Regions from separate parts of the Oryctolagus cuniculus genome. Here region 2 is linked to region 1. A link is a contact called in public Hi-C data. All regions are on one chromosome and are shown on one strand. Each heading gives the region's core, a stretch centred on a gene start, on an enhancer-like site or on the middle of the called end of the contact. The rest is flanking DNA. Distances are from core to core; before and after follow the strand shown. Region 1 has its middle 120 kb from the start of ANKRD16. Region 2 has its middle 11 kb from the start of COQ8A.

Evidence for each region. A called contact is a pair of places that touch in the nucleus more often than the background predicts.
Region 2: a Hi-C map of psoas muscle shows a contact between it and region 1, with 4 times the contacts expected there. The contact joins two enhancer-like sites. A contact is called at or near these places in 2 of 6 Hi-C or Micro-C datasets (psoas muscle and an unstated tissue).

The regions. Positions count from the first base shown.
Region 1 is chr13:66,999,548-67,006,164 of mOryCun1.1, forward strand. No RefSeq gene overlaps it. Among named protein-coding and RNA genes, the nearest start is that of ANKRD16, 120 kb to the left of the region's middle. Within about 2 kb of position 3,309, at least 7 of the 8 cell types and tissues checked have an H3K27ac peak or open chromatin away from gene starts, as enhancers often do.
Region 2 is chr13:67,539,115-67,545,731 of mOryCun1.1, forward strand. No RefSeq gene overlaps it. Among named protein-coding and RNA genes, the nearest start is that of COQ8A, 11 kb to the left of the region's middle. Within about 2 kb of position 3,612, at least 5 of the 8 cell types and tissues checked have an H3K27ac peak or open chromatin away from gene starts, as enhancers often do.

The DNA of each region.
Region 1 (6,617 bases), core at 2,059-4,558:
AACTTAGAATACAATATAGAAAATAAATATTGCCCCAAACCCTAAGACATAGTAGTAAAGGCTTTAAGTATCGTTTTTGAACTGATAACCTAAATTATTATCTCCAGCAATGTTTCCCAATATATATTCTCAAAAATATTATCTGTACACAAATTATACTGTGCCACAAAAGAAGGATTCAATGATAGCCTGTGTTTCAGAAAGATTACAAAACTATGCACCACATGTTTCCCAGATGCAGACAGAGCAACCTGGAGGACTCAGGCCTTGTATGAGGGGGCAGCATACCACACAGTAACATGAGCTCAAGGGATACCTGATTTGATTCTTTAATAGAACTCTGAAATTCCAATGTCCATCTGGGTCTCCTAAATTTTACACATTGACACAATTCATTAAGTCAAACTGCAGACATCTCAGGGCCACATTCAGTCTATTCCCTTGTATTTCTGTATCAACTGGGAGTGTGTTTCCAAATGATTTTGTATAAAACAAGCATTGGCATGTAAAATCTTTAATTTTTTATCATGTCTTACCAGAAAATTGGGCCCAACATGTTATAAAAAGCACCAATAGGGGCTGGAGCTGTGGCAAGGTGGATAAAGCCACCCCCTGGGACATCAGCTTCCCATGTGGGCATCAGTTCAAGACCCAGCTGCTGGCCGGCGCCGCGGCTCACTAGGCTAATCCTCCGCCTTGCAGTGCCGGCACACCAGGTTCTAGTCCCAGTCGGGGCGCCGGATTCTGTCCCGGTTGCCCCTCTTCCAGGCCAGCTCTCTGCTGTGGCCCGGGAGTGCAGTGGAGGATGGCCCAAGTGCTTGGGCCCTGCACCCCATGGGAGACCAGGAAAAGCACCTGGCTCCTGGCTTCAGATCAGCGCAATGCGCCAGCCACGGCGGCCATTGGAGGGTGAAAGGAAGACCTTTCCCTCTGTCTCTCTCTCTCACTGTCCACTCCGCCTGTCAAAAAAAAAGACCCAGCTGCTCCATTTATGATCCAGTTCCCTGCAAATGTGCCTGGGAAAGCAGCAGCAGATGACCCCAGTGCTTGGGACCTGTACCTACATGAGAGATTCAGAAGAAGCTCCTGACTCCTAGCTTTAGCCTGGCCCAGTCCTGGCTGTTGTGGTCAGCTGGGGATTGAACCAGTGGTTGGGATATCTCTCTTTCTCTTTCTATCTCTGTGTAACTCTGATTTTCAAATAAATAAATCTTTTTTTAAAAAGCACTGAATAAATAATAACTTTCTAACAATTCATTTGTATTTAAGTTTGACAGATATTCATCAAATGGGTATTCAGTTCATAAGACTGTGAAATCTAAATTATTAAAAGAACTCCTGGGGGCCAGCACTATGGCATAGTGGGTAAAGCTACTGTGTGCAGTGCCGGCATCCCATATGGGTGCCAGTTCAAGTCTCGGCTGCTCCACTTCCAACCCAGTTCTCTGCTATGACCTGGGAAAGCAGTAGAAGATGGCCCAAGTCCTTGGACCCCTGCACCCACATGGGAGACCTGGAAGAAGCTCCTGGCTCCTGGCTTCAGATTGGCATAGCTCTGGCTATTGCGGCCAATTGGGGAGTGAACCAGCAGAAGGAAGATTCTCTCTCTCTCTCTCTCTCTCCCTCTCTCTCTCTCTCTCTCTCTACCTCTGCCTCTGCCTCTCTGTACCTCTGCCTTTCAAATAAAATACATAAATCTTTAAAAAATAAAACAAACACAGACCAAAATGCCATCTTAGTGCTCTCCCTCAATTACTTCATTTCCAAATTTCTGATTGCTCTCTTCTTTTCCAAGTTTCTTAAAACCTTGCCACTGAGAGATAACCATGTGGTATGAATTAATTTCTTTTGGAAATTGACAACAATGGCAAGGTTTCTATTTATTGTAACACTCTTTTATCTTGTTTTAAATTAAAATACATATTTCCAACAAAATGTGCTTTCCTGTGGTTTTTTTGTTTGTTTTAAAGATTTATTTATTTTATTTGAAAGGCAGAGTTACAGAGAGAGAGAGAGAGAGAGAGAGAGAGAGAGAGCGAGCTTCCTTTGGCTGGTTCACTCCCCAAATGGCTGCAATGGCTGGAGCTGGGCAGATCTGCAGACAGGGGTTCTTCTAGGTCTCCCACGTGGGTGCAGGATACCAATCACTTGAGCCATCTTCTGATGCCTTCCCGGGCCATTAGCAGAGAGCTGGATTGGAAGCGGAGCAGCCAGGACTCCAGCCAGCGCCCAAATAGGATTCCCCACTGCAAGCGCAGGCTTAACTTACTACACTAAAACGCCGGCCTCTAATTTCTGGAAATTAATTCTACACTTTTATATCTAGAACCTTTATTCACTATGTTACAAACTTGTAACATCATAATCGTAAATGACAGGCAGAAATGTCTAACTCAAAAATTTTAAAACCTTGATAACACATCTTTGGTGCCCATAAAACTGATACTTAAAGAGCTCACACTGTGACAAAAATGATTCTTCTATGTAAGAACACACAGCCATCTTCCTCCTTTCAGCTTTTTCATCCAAGATCTCTCCATCAAGAACCTCTTTACATAGGCGTGTAGGGACATTGGATTTTACTCCAAAAATTTTAGCCAGGAGTGACAGGTTACGGAAATTCTTTGCTGTGCACAACAGCACGGTTTGGAACACGTGTACATGGAACACAAACGGCTGCACAAACCGCTTTCTGTCGTGTATGTCACTTTCAGTGGTGAATTAGGGGTCTCCGAGGGACCAGTAGCTCCGACACCAGCTGAAGTTGGTTCGAGTCCTCTGCTCACTGAGCCGGCGGGGCGCTCAGGGGCCCCTGTCCCAGGCGCTGAGGAGCTCGCGGCGGATGCTAGGCGGGCGACCGTGGCCACTGGAGCGCCCGGGACCGGACCGCTTCTCGCACCCGGGCCCCGCCTCGTCCGCCCGCCCTCTCCGCTGGCCTGCGGCGCCGGTACCTGTTGTTCCCATCTCTGTCGTGCAGTCGGCTTGGCTGCATCGCCAGGAGGTACATAATTGTCAATGTGTCCCCCTTCGACGGTCAGTTTGTGGATCTCCCCGAGGTTCTTGTCCCGAGTGCGGGACTCGAACCGGGACTTCAGCAGTCCCTGTTTCTTCTTGGTTGTCCAAGAACAAATTGTTTCCACGCTCCAGGCAGAGGGCGGCCTTTCGCCGCCTCCCTTAGTCCAAAATATCAAAACAAATCGATCTGGCCACACCACGGCTCCACAGCGCAGCCCCGCGGTTACCAGCGCCGCAGCGGGCAACCACCGCCCGGGAGACCCGGGAACGCAGCGGGCGGGGCGCGCCCCTGAGCACGCGCACTGAGGCCCATCACGGCCAGCGCGCATGCGCAAGACCCGCGCCTCCCAAATCCTGGCGGCGGACGGTTCAGTGTGTCTTGGCTGAGCTTAGAGGACGTTTGGCGAGACAGACGCCTATCTGGAGGAAAGCGGACTTTGCTGTGAGAGTATTCTGAAGGCCTCAAACTCCTCTGAAAATCTAATCTTATTTCTCTGCCCTCTGGGTCCCGGTTGCTCTCCATGGGAATTTAGCAGATGCAGACACACAATGCTGTTTCCATGACTGCAGAGATCATGGCCATCGGTGCTATAAACTGCACACTTAGCGAAATCAATGCCCATTTTCCAGAAGAAATGAAAACTCACTTCTGCAGGACTCCTACCCCCGTCCTTCGGTTTAGTTTACATTGACTTTTGCTTTACTTAAAAAAACAAAACAAAACAAAACAAAACAAAAAAAAAAACACTTATTTCCCCCATTTGAATGTTTAATCAGTGCTTGGTTTATTTCGTAGTATGGTATAACATTTAAGAACTTTCTAGCTGTTCACTTGTCCTAAACATTTCATTATTTAGCACTAGGTTAAAATGACACTTCATTTAACCTTATTCTCAGTTTTGTTCTGGTCTGTGTTTCATTGTGTCTCATTGCATTTTCTGCCTCGTTCACCAGTACTCCATTACTCTGACTTCTTTACATATAACATACACAGTATTGTGATACCCATTACAGTTCCAAAGTCCTTTTCTCCCTTCTTACTGTGTTTTTTCCCCCTCAGTGTGCTCTTGGCAGTGTTTACATGTACATTACTGGAAATGAATTTGCAATCAGCATGCTACATTAAGAAGAGTTTTTAGTGAAACTTTGATTGTAACAGGGTAAAGAAAATCAGTTCAACTGAGAACCCATTGAATCAGTCTATCTAAATGCTGTTAATTCTTATTTTTAATTTTTTCTTCATTTGTTTTAGAGCAAGGGGGAGAGGAAATGGGAGAGGGAGAGAGTGAGAGAGTATTCCTGTATGCTGGTTCACTCCCCAAATACTTTGTGGTACCTCTTATATTACACCACATAGATAGCCAGATGCTAAAGGTGAAGTGCCAAAGTCTGGACTGTATTGTAAGAAACAGAATGTTGGCTGGGTGTATTTGTTCATTCATATTAAGTGGCTTCTGAGAAAATACACTCTTTCAAGTACTCTAAAGAAATTAAGGATGGGGCCGGCGCCGTGGCTCACTTGGCTAATCCTCTGCCTTCAGCGCCGGAGTCCCATATGGGCACTGGGTTCTAGTCCTGGTTGCTCCTCTTCCAGTCCAGCTCTCTGCTGTGGCCCGGGAAGGCAGTGGAGGATGGCCCAAGTGCTTGGGCCCTGCACCCGCATGGGAGACCGGGAAGAAGCACCTGGCTCCTTGCTTCGGATCGGCATAGCTCCGACCATAGCAGCCATTTGGGGGATGAACCAACGGAAGGAAGACCTTTCTCTCTGTCTCTCCCTCTCACTGTATGTAACTCTTACCTGTCAAATAAATAAAAAATATTTTAAAAAAAGAAATTAAGGATACATTGCTAATACTGCCTCAATTAACATTCATCCAGGTTTCTTGGTGTCATCATTGTAATAATCTAAAGGAAGACGAGAAGCAGAGTGTACCAAGCTATGTGCAAAGACTTATTAAAGAGGAACAAGTGATAAATTCTGTTATGAGCTCAGAGGCACCCAGAGGAGGGAAAAACAGAGAAGAAATTAACAAAGCAAAGGTTGAGCAAAATAAATAATGCCGTAAGAGTTAGGAAAAGAAGATGCATAGAATCAACCTTAATTGTAACAGCTGTTAATATATGTATGGGGTCTCTTTTTCTATTTTACTGTCATTAGGGTCAATAACATGTTCATCAGGCTGTCTGCTTGACAGAGATAAGCTTCATGGATAGCATGAGAGTTAATGTCTAAAGTCTTTTTCATGGTAGCTGTGGCCAGCTCAATCACCATCCTCACCAACACCCTGGCCTTCTCTACAGGGATTGTGAGCTCTTTCAAGCACACACTTGGGTACTTGGGCCCCTGTCATCCATGTGGGAGACCCAGGTGAAGCTCCTGGCCCTTGGCTTCAACCTGGCTCTGTCTTAGCCATTGTGATGACTGGGCAGTAAACCAGCAGGTGGAAGATCTCTGTGTGTCTCTTTCTCTCTCTCTCTCTCTCTCTAACTGTGAGTTTCAAATAAATAAATAATTTAAAAAAAAAAAAAAGAGAGAGAGGCCAGCACCGCGGCTCAATAGGCTAATTCTCCACCTGTGGCACCAGCACACCAGGTTCTAGTCCTAGATGGGGCGCCAGATTCTGTCCCAGTCACTCCTCTTCCAGTCCAGCTCTCTGCTGTGGCCCAGGAAGGCAGTGGAGGATGGCCCAAGTGCTTGGGCCCTGCACCCGCATGGGAGACCAGGAGAAGCACCTGACTCCTGGCTTTGGATCAGCGCGGTGCGCCGGTTGCAGTGCGCCGGCCGCAGCAGCCACTGGGTGGTGAACCAATGGAAAAAGGAAGACCTTTCTCTCTGTCTCTCTCACTATCCACTCTGCCAGTCAAAAAAAAAAAAAAAAAAAAAACACAGAGAAACCATTTCTGCATATAGACAACCATCAGGGGTCAAACTACACTGTCATATTTTTCATCTGCAGTTGGTTCAATCCAGAGCTGAAGAATTCATTCATACAGTGGGTCTACTGTATTATTTTAGCATATTTATAAAAGAAAAATTCTATAAATTAAAAGAACAACCACCATGGTGGTTAGTTCAGGGTGGCAGGTGCTGTGTGAAAATGGCCCTCTATGGATCCGGTGCTGTGGCTTAGTGGGTAAAGCCACTGCCTGCAGTGCCAGCATCCCATATGGGTGCTGGTTTGAGTCCAGCTGTTCCACTTCTGATCCAGCTGTCTACTATGTCCTAGGAAAGCAGCAGAAGATGGCCCAAGTCCTTGGGCCCCTGCACCCACATGGGAGACCCAGAGGAAGCTCCTAGCTCCAGGCTTCGGATTGGCGCAGCTCTGAATGTTGCAGCCATCCGGGGAGTGAACCAGTGGATATAAGACTCTCTCTCTCTCTCTCTCTCTCTCTCTCTCTCTCTCTCTCCTCTGCCTCTCTTTCTCTGTGTAGCTCTTTCAAATAAATAAATAAATAAATGGCCCTCTAGTCGGAGTATCTGGTGGCCAGGAGTCATTGCCTGATAATAACTACTCATGCTGTGGGTCTGGCCTTGCACAGTTGGCCTTCCTCCATTGCCCACACTCACCATCCTGCTTCTCTCCCTGGCCTCTACTTTCAGG
Region 2 (6,617 bases), core at 2,362-4,861, 540 kb after region 1:
TCCCTACAGTGATGGCTGGTTGGTTTTAAAGCAACAGATCATGCCATGGTTGAATTCAAGCCCTTTTGTTGGCTTCCCTTCTCAGAGTAAAATCCAGGGGCCAATGTCATGGTGCAGAGAGTTAAGCTGGTGTATGGCATACTGTACAGGTGCTGGTTCTAGTCCCAGTTGCTCCACTTCCAATCCTGCTCCCTGCTAATGCACCTGGAAGGTAGCAGAAGATGGTGCAAGTGCCTGGGCCCCTGCACCCATGTGGGAGACTCAGATGGAGTTTCAGGAGCCTGGCTTTGGCATGTTCAGGCCATTGTGGCTATTTGGGGAGTGAATCACTGGATGGAAGAGTCTCTCTCCCTCTCTCTCTGTAATTCTGCCTTTCAAATAAATAAATAATTTTTAAAAAAGAATAAAATCCAAAATCTGTGCACTGCCCTACAACACTCAGCACAACCTTACCTCCAGCTGTATCTCAGATTTTCTTGTCAATGCCCTCTCCTCTCCTCTCTCTAAAGGCCTCCTTGTGGCTCTGTTCTGGCTGAGAACAGTCCAGGCTCTGAGGCTTTGTACTTGCTCATTCCCTCTGCCTGGAATACTCTCCCCACAGATATCTCCCTGGCTCTCAGGCATGTGACACAGGCTTCTCCCACAATGCTACATGAGCCTCTCTCTGATCATCCTACTTGTGTAGGACCCATCCTGCTTCTTTATCTTGTAGAAATGGGACTCCCTCTTCCCTCACCTTACTTTATTTTTCCTCCTATTATTTTTATTATCTAACATAATATCTATTTGCCTATTATCTGTCTTCCAATTGGACTATAAATTCCACAAGGGCAAACATTTTTTCTTTGGGGGACCACTATATCCCCAGCACCTGGAAGAGTCCATGATCAATAGTAAGAGGTAGATAAATACCTCATGGTTAAGAGCATGGGCCCTGAAGCCAGTCTGTTTGAGTTAGAATCCTAGCTCTGTTACTTACAGAGTAATCTGTGATCCTGGGCTACTTAGGTTTTCTGTGCCTCAGTTTTGTCCCCTGTAGGCTAGGGATAATACTAGTACCTGTGTGTAGCAGGGTTGTTGAAGATGAAGTAAATTAGCATATGCCAACTACTTAATATGGTGCCTGCCACATAGAACATTTATCTAATTCTAGCTATTATTTTTGCATATATATGAATGATAAATATCCAATGATAAAGTCACAAGCCTCGTTCTTGGAGAACTATCACGATTTTACCTGTCTGGTAGTTTCCTGGGAAACTCCACTTGCAAGGCTGTTTGTATTTCAGCTGACTTAAGACCATTCATTGGACAATTGTCAAGGAAAACTTAGAGGGGCTGGCGCTGTGGCACAGTGGGTTAATGCCCTGGCCTGAAGCACGGGCATCCCATATGGGTGCTGGATATATATGAATGATAAATACATATCATGTGTTCAGTAAGATTTCTTAAAATATCCAAATGACAGGACTCTATTTTCTATTATTTTATCTAATTTATTAGCTACATTCATTCTTCAAGAGCTGTCACCTTGAAGTTACTGACCCATAGATAGGGAGTACACGAGGTTCTCATACTTTACACATCAAAAGTCAACTAGCTTACTGTTAAAAATTCATCTTTTGTTTCTAAAACTTAGAAAATCTATTTGTATACTGGTTCCAACCATTTTTTTTTTTTGACAGGCAGAGTTAGACAGTGAGAGAGAGAGAGAGAGAGAAAGGTCTTCCTTCCATTGGTTCACCCCCAAATGGCCGTTATGGCCAGTGCGCTGCGGCGATCTGAAGCCAGGAGCCAGGTGTTTCCTCCTGGTCTCCCACGCGGGTGCAGGGCCCAAGCACTTGGGCCATCCTCCACTGCCTTCCCAGGCCACAGCAGAGAGCTGGACTAGAAGAGGAGCAACCAGGACAGAACCGGCACCCCAACCGGGACTAGAACCCAGAGTGCTGGTGCCACAGGCGGAGGATTAGCCTAATGAGCCACGGCGCTGGCCTCAACCATTTCTTTCTTTCTTTCCTTTTTTTTTTGTTTTGTTTTGTTTTGTTTTGTTTTTATTTTTTGACAGGCAGAGTGGACAGTGAGAGAGAGAGACAGAGAGAAAGGGCTTCCTTTGCCGTTGGTTCACCCTCCAATGGCCGCCACGTTGCGGCCGGCGCACCGCGCTGATCCGATGGCAGGAGCCAGGTGTTTCTCCTGGTCTCCCATGGGGTGCAGGGCAGAAGTACTTGGGCCATCCTCCACTGCACTCCCTGGCCACAGCAGAGAGCTGGCCTGGAAGAGGGGCAACCGGGACAGAATCCAGTGCCCCGACCAGGACTAGAACCCAGTGTGCTGGTGCTGCAAGACGGAGGATTAGCCTAGTGAGCTGCGGTGCTGGCCTAACCACTTCTTTTTAACATTCGATTTGGAAGTGGAACAGCTTAATTTTCTGTATAGGAAGTTAATTAGTCACAGTTTTCCAACCTGGAGAAATAATCCTGAGGCACATTTGCAAGATTCTAATTTTCCATGTTCCACATACCTACCTGTGTCCAACACTGGATTTCTTTTTGAGTCCTGGGTCATTTGGGGTATTAACGAAACACACGGCTAAGAACAAAAACAAGTTCAGCTGGTGTGGCGGCCCAAATCACCAGCACAGGCAGCGCTCTCCCCAAGCAGGGAGATGTCTGAGCAACTGAGTGACAGCAGGGATACCTGCTCTCCCTGGCTACCTGTGTGCCCAATCCAGAGACTCTCAGACAGCTCTGGCATTGCAGGAAAGCAATTGTTTAAAATATCTGTATTCACTGAATGTGAGAAAGTAATAATGCATTAGCAGGAAACTGGACAGGAAGCAGAGCAGCTGGGACATGAACTGGTGCTCAGATGGGATGCCTGGTCCCAGGTGACAGCTTTACCTGCTATGCCACAATGCCAGCCCCCTGGTACTGCTTTAAATATACAAATTTCCCATTATCTTTCACAAACCACTACTCGATAAATGCTAAATTGGGTGATTTATGCTTGGGTTCCATCTTCCCCTAAAACTGTGTCTTAATTTTAGAAATCTTTGAGAATGTTAAGTAACTGATTTCAACTTTTCTCTGGGTAATACAATTAATTAATTATTTTAAAATCTCTTTTAAAAGTTTTGCAAGAAAAGTCTTCCCCACTGCCCAGCCACAGTGTTCCACACACCCACACCCTCCCATATGGAAAAGCACCCTGCTATCAAGACTCCCGTCTCCTTTCAAAGGTTTTTTTATTTGTACACAAGCAAATAAACCTACGCTGATATTTCATACAAAAGGTCACCCTTTGCGCTCTGTTATACCTTTGATATTTAACAGTGGGGCTCAAAGCTGTTTCCAGATAAGCACACCGGTAGCGTCTTAGCCTGTTTTTCAGTGTTGTATTATGTGAACGAACCTTAATTTAGGTACCCGTCTCATCACTGTTTCTATTCTTCCGCAGTGCTACAGTGAATAATCCCTGTCTATTTTCAAAGTGTGATGATCTTGGCCCGAGGCCCAGCTGGTAGGCTGAGCACGGTGTCCATCAAAGCCCAAATGTTCCTGTGGTGTTCAGAACCTGAGACTCATGACTCACAGGCTCCAAGGTTAGTCACTGCCACCCCGCAGCACTCAGCGGGGAAAACGCGACACCCATCACGTCTGGAGCCACAGAAGCACCCCATAGCAGGCCACAATCCAAGAAATCACCAGACTGAGTAAAAACCCCATCCAACCCTGCCAAGACACAGACTGAAAGAAATTCCCAACCCTATGGAAATAAGGCAAGACTAATTACTGTAATTAGCCGCCTGCACAATTAGAAGTGACTCAGCATATTACACAAGAGGCCCGCCTGGCCCCTTAGCAAGGCCTCTGCCACTTTCTCTCCCTCCTCAGCCCATGCCCTGCCTTCTCAGTTGAGTATGGTTTTTCTGATTCAGGCTCATTTCTTTTCAACACAATGTCACATGTGGACAGTAGGGACAGCAGCCAAACTGCCATAATCACCAACTTGTAGTATAAACTGAGATCTAATCCATCTACAGTAGAAGGCACTGATCTGAAGTCTATAGCTCAGACATTTTTATAAAAGAAAATATCATGGAACCAACACCGCAATCAAAATATGGGACAATTTTCTTCCTCCAGAAGTCCCTTTATGTCCCTGTTTCCCATCCTCCTCACCCTTCCCCCAACCATACAAACCCCACACTCCCGCCCCAGGAGGCTGATTCTGATTTCAGTGAGGGAAAATAACTGATTATCTGCTGCGAAGTAGGAAGCAGCAACTGAACTACAAAGAGCCTTCTCAGGTCCTAAAGTTCTCTAGTGTGTGTGTGGTGGGGGGAATCTACCTCACTTGCTGAATCTATATTTTACTTTCTTCTCCCTTGGATGATCACTGGATACTTTAAAAAAAAAAAAAAAACTTACATGCATTTGCAGTAATTTCCAGATTTGGTCCCAAAGTTTGTAAACTAGAGAAGCAGCAAAAAAACTAGGGTTGAAAACCATGAGCTGAGCCTAACTCTGGGTCCGTCTCTCAGTCCACTTCTTTATGAGCTAAGATGGGACTTCAAAAAAGGACATGAAAAAGTGGAATTAAAAGAGAATTTTGGGAGCCGCCTGCAGTACCAGCATCCCATATGGGTGTTGGTTGGAGTTCTGGCTGCTCCACTTCTGATCCAGCTCTCTGCTATGGCCTGGAAAAGCAGTGGAAGATGGCCCAAGTGCTTGGGCCCCTGCACACACATGGGAGACCTGGAAGAGGCTCCTGGCCCCTGGCTTTGGATCAACCCAGCTCTGGCTGTTGCAGCCATCTGGGGAGTGAACCAGAGGATGGAAGACCTCTCTCTCTCTCTGCCTCAGCCTCTAACTTTGCCTTTCAAATAAATCTTTAAAAAAGAGCGAGAGAAACAGAATTTTAGTGCAAAAAAATTTTGAAATAGTCTATCTGGGTACAGAACCGGGGTTCAGAGAGCCAGGTTGTGGTGGAGAGTTTAGAAAAGAGATGTTATGGCTGCAAAATGGAGAGTGAGATTCGGTTCCGCTGTCTCTGTGGTCAGGAAAGGCCAACAAGGCAAGGCGAGAGTGACTGCAAGGAAAAGATTTTTTAGCTAAAGGTGAGTCTGGACCAAGGACACAGATTTTGCCAATGAGCAGGGAAGATAAAAGTTCACATGACTGCTGGTAAAAGAGCACACACAGGCCCGGCTCCCTGGGGGAGAAATGGGCAACTCACCAAAGACTGCAAAGTGGGAGTCCCCATGTTCAGGCAGAGCGAATGTCCCACTGGGGTTTGAGCTTTGGGTTTTTCTCTGTGCCAATGGGGAAGGGCTTATGGTAAGGCCAGATACAGACAGGTGTTGCTGTCCCAAGAACCCCAGGAGCAAGCCTGCGGCCTGGGAAGTGTACACAAGAGGACACCCGCAGAAGGCGGGCCAGCTGAGCGGGCCATCTCCCCACTTCCTGCTGCTGCGTGCCCAGGCAAGCACGGAAGACAGTTCTGTGACAAGAGGAAACCCCAAGCCACCTCTTAGGCAGAGTCCCTTGGATGATGAGTGACTTGGGAGCCCAGGCCTGGGGGGTAGGGGTGAGGCCCTGGACCACCCATAGAGAACAGCCTTGGCCACGCTCAGAGTCATGGAAGGGGAGCTGTGCTCCCTGAGGAGCCACCACCTTCACCTGTGAAAGTCAGACCCACCCCACTCTCTAATTCGGACCCTGTGAATAATAAAGACTTGGGGGAGCCCCAGCGAGGACCTGATAAACTTCCCACTAGTCAGCCAAACGAGATAAAGTCAGTTTTCCTTATGTGAACTTTCAGCAAAAGAGCAGGGGAGGGCCTTGCTCCCCCGGGTGAAATAAACTGTCCCTGGAAGAGAGTAAGAAGCATAAAAAGTAACGATGCTATCACCTTGTGCCCGACTTGGTTCCCCCTGCTTCCTTGGATAGGATCTAAACGTTGAGATTTCCTTTTTTGGGGGTAACATTTCCTGCCGCAGCAGCAACTGTGAGAGCTTATGCCCTGAGTCAGCCAGGCTGCCGCCCTTCTCAGCTCCCCCGGGGCTGCCCACCTCCCAGGCTTTCCTCCCATTGCCCCCTGCCTCTAGCACCCTCCTTCCTCAGCAGGGATCAGGCGTACTTTTTTTTTTTTTAAGATTTATTTATTTTAAAGTCAGAGTTACAGAGAGGGACAGAGAGAGATCTTGTCTCTGCTGGTTCACTCCCCAAATGGACACAATGGCCAGGAGTGGGCCAGACCAAAGCCAGGAACCAGGAGCTTCCTCCCGGTCTCCCACACAGGTGCAGGGGCCCAGGTACTTGAAGCACTGGGGCCCATATGGGATGCGGGCACTGCAGGTGGAGGCTTAGCCATCTATGCCACAGCACCAGCCCCATGTGTTCTTTAAGTGTTACTTGCTACAGGAGTCCTCTCTGATCACTGGCCAAAAGTAATTGTAGCTCTCCCTCCCTTTATGCTTTTTGTTTGAGAATATGTGTGCCCCTTTGTCACTCACAACTGATATTGCATTGCCCACTGTGATTGGTGCTGGGGTGGTCCCTTGAGAATGAAGTCCAGGACATCGGTGCACCTGCTCTGGCAAGCCTAGTGACTCT